Regions from separate parts of the Mus musculus genome. Here region 1 is linked to region 2. The links are chromatin contacts, called in public HiChIP or PLAC-seq maps. All regions are on one chromosome and are shown on one strand. The core of a region is the stretch at or near the end of the contact, and the rest is flanking DNA. Distances in the headings are between cores, read along the strand shown.

Evidence for each region. HiChIP or PLAC-seq counts read pairs in DNA pulled down with a chosen protein or histone mark.
Region 1: a FOXA1 HiChIP or PLAC-seq map of pancreatic cancer cells shows a contact between it and region 2. The contact joins the enhancer-like site here to the promoter of R3hdm4 in region 2. A contact is called at or near these places in 17 of 39 promoter capture datasets (the 3T3-L1 cell line, 3T3-L1-derived adipocytes, the C10 cell line and 11 more), 3 of 484 Hi-C or Micro-C datasets (the HL-1 cell line, granulocyte-monocyte progenitors and nephron progenitors), 10 of 115 datasets of contacts at active chromatin or transcription factors (the SCID.adh cell line, bone marrow-derived macrophages, double positive thymocytes and 5 more) and 3 of 9 other capture datasets (adipose tissue, liver and pancreatic islet).

What each region holds. Positions count from the first base shown.
Region 1 is chr10:80,069,295-80,073,352 of GRCm38.p6, reverse strand. Sbno2 (strawberry notch 2) reads left to right here. Exons shown (of 32, transcript NM_183426.2): 5 at 835-996; 6 at 3,302-3,385; 7 at 3,646-3,742; 8 at 3,917-4,058. Among named protein-coding and RNA genes, the nearest start is that of Gpx4, 18 kb to the right of the region's middle. Within about 2 kb of position 1,987, at least 215 of the 459 cell types and tissues checked have an H3K27ac peak or open chromatin away from gene starts, as enhancers often do. A contact at or near this core is called in 3T3-L1-derived adipocytes, the HL-1 cell line, the SN4741 cell line and 8 more, where this site is marked.
Region 2 is chr10:79,914,868-79,918,787 of GRCm38.p6, reverse strand. R3hdm4 (R3H domain containing 4) reads left to right here and starts at 1,858. Exons shown (of 8, transcript NM_177994.5): 1 at 1,858-1,965. The coding sequence starts at 1,904. It overlaps Kiss1r (KISS1 receptor), which reads right to left and starts at 1,817. Exons shown (of 5, transcript NM_053244.5): 1 at 1-1,817. The coding sequence starts at 114.

The DNA of each region.
Region 1 (4,058 bases), core at 738-3,237, 150 kb before region 2:
GGTGTCTCTCAGGCAGAGCCTGGGGAGCCTGTTGTGCACCCTTGAGTGCTCACTGTCAAGGCTGGGGGGAGGGTGTGTAAATGGACTCTCCACAGCAGCTTACCCCTGGTCCTGATTGTAGTCCTGTGGGACTTCCTGGCCTCCTGCCCTGCCAAGGCGATGCTCCCCGGGCTTCCTGGGAGCCGTCAGCAGGACAGGTCGCTCTGGTTACCTGATCCTGAACTGAAGAGTACTATGCTGCGGCTGCTGTGGGACACAGGCACAGTGAGACAGACAGGGTGACTGCCCAGGCGCAGGCCTCAGGGGCGGCACCCTGGCCTCCAGAGGTCCCTTATGCGTCAGGGTTGGGACATGGAGAATCCCAGCCTGCAGGTGCTCTCAGGGACTCAGGGTGGAGAAAGGACTCCTGTCTGTCTGGCGTGGTGGCTCACTCAGGAGGCTGGGGGAGAACTGCAGTGACTCTGAGGGCAGCCTGGGCTACAAAGTAAACAGCGTGGTTATTCAGGTTCATACATATTCCATAGTTCATTTAAACTGTACATTCCTGTGGTTTTAATGTTGTCGTCGTGGCCATCACCCCACCCTTCCCCAGCTCTGGGAATGCTGAGCCACTTGCTATGCCTGCGTTCTCTAGTCTGGACATTTTCTGTTATGGAGTCCCCGCTGTGTGGCCGGCCTTGCGTGTCTTGCCCTCACTGAGCGCCATGTCCTCATGGTCACTCCATGCTGTGGTGTCCTGTTCCTGGCTGTGTGATACTTGGAACACATGGTTGCTCGCCTGGACCCTGAGTGCACACACAGCTGGCCACTGTGTCACTGCTGCCTGTCTCCTAGGACCCCTCATGCCTCGAGGACCTCTCCAATGCCTCTGTCTTCTCTTCATCTGTGGATTCCCTGTCAGACATCCCAGACACACCTGACTTCCTGCAGGCTGACAGCCTCAACGAGGTGCCTACCATCTGGGATGTCAGCACCACCTCAACTACCCATGACAAGGTCAGCATTCAGGGCACCTCCAAGGGCACTCTGGTGACACAGGTGGACAGGTGGCAGAGCTTGTGATTGACAACAGTGTGTTCAGGCCTGGGTTATAAGGGGTCCTATACCCCAGGCTGGCGGGCCAGTCCCACAGCCCTAAAGGCCTCCACATACCCCATGTCCCCTCATGCCCCATACTGGGTCCCAGCTGTTGTATACCTGCTAGGAACACAGCGATTCCTAGAGAGAGTGGAAAGCAGTTTGAGTTTATTTTTGTTTGGTTTCATTTAGTTTCTGAGCCAGGATCTCACATAGCCCAGTCTGGTGTCAACTTTACTCTTTTAGCCAAGGTTGCCCTTGGGCTACCAATCCACCTATCTCAGTCCCTGAATCCTGGGGTGACAGGTGTGTGCCAGCATGTCTGACTCTAAAGGTAGCTTGGGTCACCAGTTCTCATCCCAGGCTCTCCACCCTCAGTGGACCTGATGGATGGTCTACTGTGACTGACCGCCACTTTGAGGCAAGCAGTGTCTCTCAGGGGACCCTAGCTTCTGGGGTCAACTTCTCTCTGTCCACCCACTCAGCAGGCAGGTGACTGTGGGACACAGAGGCTTCCGGGTGTGCAGGACTCTGACCTAGAGGGATCTTAGCCAGCAGTTATTTTTGCCCCCAGGGGACACTAACAGTGTCTGGGAGGTATGTATGGTTACTCTGTCGGGAGCTCCTGGCATGGACTAGGCCTTGCCAGGGTCTTCTAGATGGAAGCTTCTAGACTTTGAGAGTGTAAGTTAGGGAGGCTCCCAGGAGTCTTCAGGAAGGAAGCCTTGGTGCCATACAGCTCAGAGTTAAGGGCTGACAGTGCAGTTGGTGCAGAGCCAGCAGGACCGGCAGTCCCTGTGTGTCCCCCACCCCCTACTGTGTGGAGCTATGAGATCAAGGCCACAGGGTACTGCCTATCCTGCCCAGGGCCCCAGGCTGCCTGGACCAAGCGCCACAGCCATATCTGAAACCCAACACCCTGTGCTGCTCCAGCCCGGAACATGACTCAGCCTTCCAGGAACCTCCACAGTCTGTTTGGGTTTTTGTTAATTTAAGAAAGAAAAAAAAAAAAAAAAAAAAAAAAACAAGGCAGGAGGGTTGAGTGTGGACTTGTAACCTTCCCAAGCTTCCGCTGGCTTTCAACACCCCTGGCCCTGTGCCCAGCAGAGCAAGGGACATGTGACAGTGACTGTGCCTGAAGTGCCTCAGAGACTCCTGTCCCCCCTCAAGGATGCTGCATCTGAAGCAAGCCCTCCAGGTTAGGGCTGGAGGCTGAGCAGCTGTCCCTGTGCTGCCAATCAGAGGGACTGTGGCTCAGTGGGGAGAGTGCTCCCTGGCATGCACCAAGCCCTGCGCTCCGTCCTCAGCACCAGATGGCCCAGGTGTGGTGTTGTCCCCGTAATCCCAGCACTCAGAAGGTACAGGGAGTTCAGGGTCACCCTCGGCTCGTTAGGGTGTTTGAGAAGACCAGCCTGGGCTACATGACCCTGGTCTGAAAAAGACAAAACAAAACAAACAAACTAAGGGGTATGATGCCTTTACCGAGGACACAGGCTCTGTCCCCAGCTTCTACATGGTGAGCTCAGCCGTCTGTAACTCTAGTTTCGGGGGGTCTGGCACCTTCTTCGGGCCTCGGTAGGCACTACCTTCACACAGTGTGCTTTATATACATGTAAGGAAAGCACCCATATGTACAAAATAAATCTTTAAAATCTATCTGTATGTCTCTAGATTGAGGAGTTGAGAATCAGTGTGCAAAAGAGAGCCATGTACCCTGAGTGGCTTTAGACTCAGCCCGCAGGCCAGGCCACACCACTTGTCCAGACCTGGTCAGCACTGTGGTCCATCCATATCTCCTACAGAGGGACATTTGCAGTTTGGTCACAGTGTTGGGGACATTCTCACTCTGTTGCTCACAATAGAACCTTCACCCCGAGGAGGCCCTCAGCCCCCCCCCCCCCCACACACACACAGGTAGTAGGGCAGTTCCTTAGCACAGATTACTCCCAAGGACATTTGCCCAGCCCTCAGGGCCCAAGTCTGCATCCTGGGACTATCTGGCTGGCTTTTGTCCACTTTTCCCTGGACCAGGGGCTACCATCTTGGGGTCTCCCATGTGCCACAGAGACACAGACTGTTGTCAGCCCTCCCTACCATGGTCTGCCAGGTCCCAGGATGAGTCAGGCAAGGCTTTGGTCCCTGAGGCTGAGCAGTCCCCTGTCTAAGGACACAGACACTGCCATAGAAGGCCATGGCTCACACCCTGCCCTGCTGTCCCCTACAGCTGTTCATACCTAGTGGGCCATTCTCGGCTCCTGAAGACCCGGTGACTTCGCTCTCCAGCACTCCACTTCTCATCAGCTATCAGGTGATCTGAGTGGCTGCAGTGTTTCCTGGGGATCTAGAGATACTCCGAAGGCATCTCCAGTGTGCCATGCCCTGGGCAGCCTGGGTGCTGGGATGCCCTACCCGTTTTACAGTTGGGAAAACTGAGACCCCACCTTAGGGCTGAGGGCAGAGCCACGTCAGTGTGCTGGGGCCACTTTGTGCAGCATCCCTGCTGCCCTTGGGGAAGCTGGATCACTGCAATGTGGACCAGACCCCTGAACTGTCACCCACCCCCTATAGTCACACAGCCAGCCTGAGGAGGAAGAAGGGGAGGAAGAGGAGGAGACTGAGGAACTGGGCCATGCTGAGACCTATGCTGACTATGTACCATCTAAGTGTAAGTGTCTGGGCCAGGGATGGCACGGAGACACCACTAAGAAGACGGGTGGGTTCATCATCCACAGTGTGGGGCGTCAGGAGCAGGTTGTGTGTGCAGTGGATGAATGGCATCCTGCTGGCCACTCTTCCTTTGTCATGTGCCAAGTCTGCCTGCCCTCTGTCCCCTGTCCAGCCAAGATTGGAAAGCAACACCCAGACCGTGTGGTTGAGACCAGCACACTGTCCAGTGTTCCACCCCCGGACATCACCTACACCCTAGCGCTACCCACCTCAGACAACAGCACCCTGTCTGCCCTACAGCTGGAAGCCATCAC
Region 2 (3,920 bases), core at 609-3,108:
CCTTGGCGCAGAGCCTGGGTCATCCGAGGCGTTGACACCGCAGCCTGGGCATCCTGAAGCGTTGGACGGAGCCCACCAGGTCACATTGGGAGCCAATGTCGCCTCGGTGGCCATGCTTCCCCACCTCTGTCGCTCTCTTCCTCCAGGCAACCTTCAAGGATTGTGTCCTGGGACTGTGGGGACCAGAGGGAGGACCCCACTCCTCCTCGGGGCCAGGGCCGCTCTCCAGGGATACCTGCGTCCTGGCCTCTGTTGCTGGCGGCAGGGGCTGGAAAGAGGCTCCTCTGCTAGCTTCGCAGCGGCCACTTTTATACCCCCCGCCCCCTCCCTTGTCCCCGCCTTCGCGTCTCCCTGCGTAGTAGCCGCTTCAGAGCCTTGCGCTCCCTCTTTCCAGAGCTATGCCCGGATGACAGAAGGAGGGGATGGGCTAAAGGAGGGAGGGCTCTGGGCACCAAGCAAGGGAGGGTCTTGGCCTTCTATGGGGGTTAGCTTCAACCATGGGCTGCAGGCAGATTGGCCCAGGCCCGCCTTCTGAAGAAGCCCTGGCAGAGTTTGCCTCTCCAGGACACTGGGAGCCATGATGCACGTCAGGACAGGACAGCACCTTCAGATACATTTGGCTGACTCTGACTGATAGTTACAAGGTTCTATCCAGCAGTGAGTTCCTGTCCGGAGAGTAGGCTCTTTGGAAACTATCAGCAGGAACTACAAGGAACTGACCTCAGCCACACCCTCGCATCCCTGCTAAATGTATCTCAGAGGCTCCCTTGCTCCCAAAGAGGTTAGCCTTGTCAAGCCACCAGAATACTATGCAGCAGAGAAAAAGAGGCTGCCATTTTCTAGGTGAGACTCAGAGGGAGTGTATTTATGTCATCCACAGGCTCATCCTAGAGGGCGGGCTGGAAGCTGGGGAGAGGGCTGAGTAACTAAGAAGCAGTCCTGGCTGAGGGACCAGGAAGTTTACAGCCTGGGGACTCTGAGGGTGTCAGCGACTGTGTCCTGGGGCTGTGGGGAGCAAGATGCAGACTGAGGGCTCTGCAATGAACCCCTTCCCTCTCTTTCAGCCACAGAACAACTCTGGTGTGATGTCAGGAGTCCAAGTCCCCAGGTCCCCTTCCCCTGAGTCCCCTCTGCACCAGACTCATGAGCTCGGCCATCGCTTCACCTGTCTATACAAACCCTCAGAGTGGATGCTTTCTTTTGGGTCTTTTGTTTTAATTAATTAGTTGATTAATCAACCAAGTGTAATAGTTTTTCTAAAAGCACGTGGCTTTCCTGGAGCCCAGGCTGGCCTTGAACTTGCTGTTGGTTAATGATGACTTGAAAGCCTGATCCTACTGCTTCCGTCTAACCTATGCTAGGCCAGGAGTGCACCACACCTGCCACTCCACCCCAATTAGGTTTTGTGGCTGAGGCTGGGCTGGAACTCCACTGATCTTGCTGCCTCAGCCTCTAGCTCAGCTGTGCACCACGGCCAGTTTCCCCTTCGCTTGTTTTCACCAGACTAGCTCTCACAGACAGTGGTCTGGAGGTGTTGGGTCTGCGGGCGGGTCCTCCTTTTCGGCCTCAGTCCCCTGCACTGTTCTGTCACCCTGGGACTGTTCGCGGGGCTCGCATACCCCTCCCGCATCTGCGCCCCAAGGAGCCTTTCGCATCTCCGCAGTCGCCCCGGGGCTGGTGTGCCCCACCGTCTCCTCCCGGGTGGCTCAGACTTTGTCCTCAGCCAGCACGTCCTGGTGGGTGACACCGCCCCATGTCTACGGAGAGGGAAACCGAGGCAGAGCTTCTAGCCCAGCAACCGCGGCTGTTCCTAGACTGTCCCCGCCCCGGGCCGCTGCAGACTCCGCCCCGCGCGTCACTTCCTTCGCGGCCTCCGGCCGGGCTGCAACAGCGGCTGCAGGCCATGGTGGCTCTGGACAACTCAGAAGGCGGCCCGGAGGCTACCCCGAGCGGGGAGACCAGGCTGTGAGCAGGGCCGCGGGGCTGGACCTCTTTCCGGGGCCCCTTCCTCCTCCCCGGGCTGGGGTCTCCTATTCCTCCTCCCCAGGCTGTTGGGGTCTCTCCTCCTCCTCCTATTCCTCCTCCCCAGTCTGTTGGGGTCTCCTCCTCCTCCTCGTCAGGGCTAGGGTCTTTTCTTCCTCCTCTTCCTCCTCTTCCTCCTCCTCCTCCTCCTCCTCCTCCTCCTCCAGCTAGGGCAGCTAGGATCTCCTCCTCCCTAGGCTGGGGTCTCCTCCTCCTCCCCAGGTTGGGGTCTCCTCCACCTCCTCTTCCTCCCAGCTGGGGTCTCTTTCTCCCCCACTTTCCTCTCCTCCTTTTTCTCTCCTCTGCTCCCTCCTCCATGTTCTCCTCCCCAACCTTCCCCATGGATGCTCTGTCGCTCCTCCGCCTACACCCCTTTCTCTGGCTGCTCACCCGCAGATGCAGGAGCCTCCTGCTCTGGACTTCTGTTGAGAGGGCTCTCTGACCTGGCCGCAGGCAGTTACCCTGTTCATTCCCCTTCTACCCCGCTGGACGGGAGAGCAGCAGCCAGGGGTACTCCCACTCTCTGTGATCCCCGCTGGCAATGGTGACTCTGTGTCTCTGGGGGGTCAGTTCCCAGAGTGGTGGGATGTGGTGTAGCCCAAAGCTGTGATGTGCTGCTGGTTGTTTGTGGCTACTCAGGAATTCAGGTCTTGTGACCTGTGGCCCTGACAGTTACCTTTGCGGGCCAAGCGCTGCCTTGGCCCCTGGCCAGCATGCTGAGTTTCTTTGTGCCTTGGTTTCCCCCATCTGGATGTGGACAGTTGACTCTTTGTCAGACTCGGGGTGGGGTGGCAAAGCCCTTCCTTCCATGGTGTCCAGTATTCTAGGGTTCTATTTGGTTCTACCTTTGTTGGTTGTACTTTATTATTTTTTTTTAATATTTTATTTTATGTTTATGGGCATTTTGTCTGTACATATGTAGGTGTGTGTATGTATGTTTGTATGTATGTATGTGCACCACGTGTGTGCCTGGTACCTGCTGAGATCAGATGGATCCTGGAGTTACAGATGGTCCTGATCCACCATGTTCGTGCTGGGAACGAAACCCCAGTCCTTCTGCAAGAGCGGCCATTGCTGTAACTACTGAGCCTTTCTCCCTAACCTGTGTTTTGTTTTATTTATTTGACTCAGAGTCTCAGGTAGCCTAGGCTGGCCTCTGTCTCTGTATATCTGAGGGTGACCATGAGCTGATCCTCCTGCCTCAGCCTCCTGGGACCATGCCTAGAGTGTCCTTGTTGTGTCTCTAGTGTAACTAAGTTTACGTTTTGGTGACTTACTTCCCACAGGGCCTCACCCAGGTGTCCACCTACCTGCTGGGTGTCCAGGGCCTGAGTCACCTCTGTCCTGCTTCCTGATGGGGAAGTGGGTTCTCTGCCTTTCCGGGAGTGTTTGCCAAAGAAGGGTGTGTTTGTAGCTAAGGTGTGTCTTGGTGGGCCTATTACTCAACCAGCTGGAGGAGTTCCCCAGCCCCACGTCTGCTTTGTGTTGCCCCCCCCCCCAGGTGCTGGTCACACTCTGAGGTGTCGGACACCTCCTCTGGGTCCTCAACTTCACTTTCTGTAAAGTGGCCCGGTTATGGGGGAAGCAGGATTCATTCAACAAACTCCAGAAGTTTAGGTTATTCATTCAGCAAACCTCTTGGGTCCCCTTGCTGGAGCTGCCAGCTAGGCACGGGAAGTTCAGTGAGGAGGAGGAGAAGGGTAAACAGCTCAGGCCAGCTGGCTCCTGTTGGTGCAAGTGCTGATTGGATGGGCAATGCCAGCTTCTGGGAGGTGACATTCACAGGGAAACCCCGAATCAGGCAGAACTGAGAGAGGCGTTTGTATGGAGGTCTCTGACAAGTTTTAATTCAGGGAGCAATTCCGTTTCCTGGAGCTCTTGGGGGCCCCCAAGGAGGT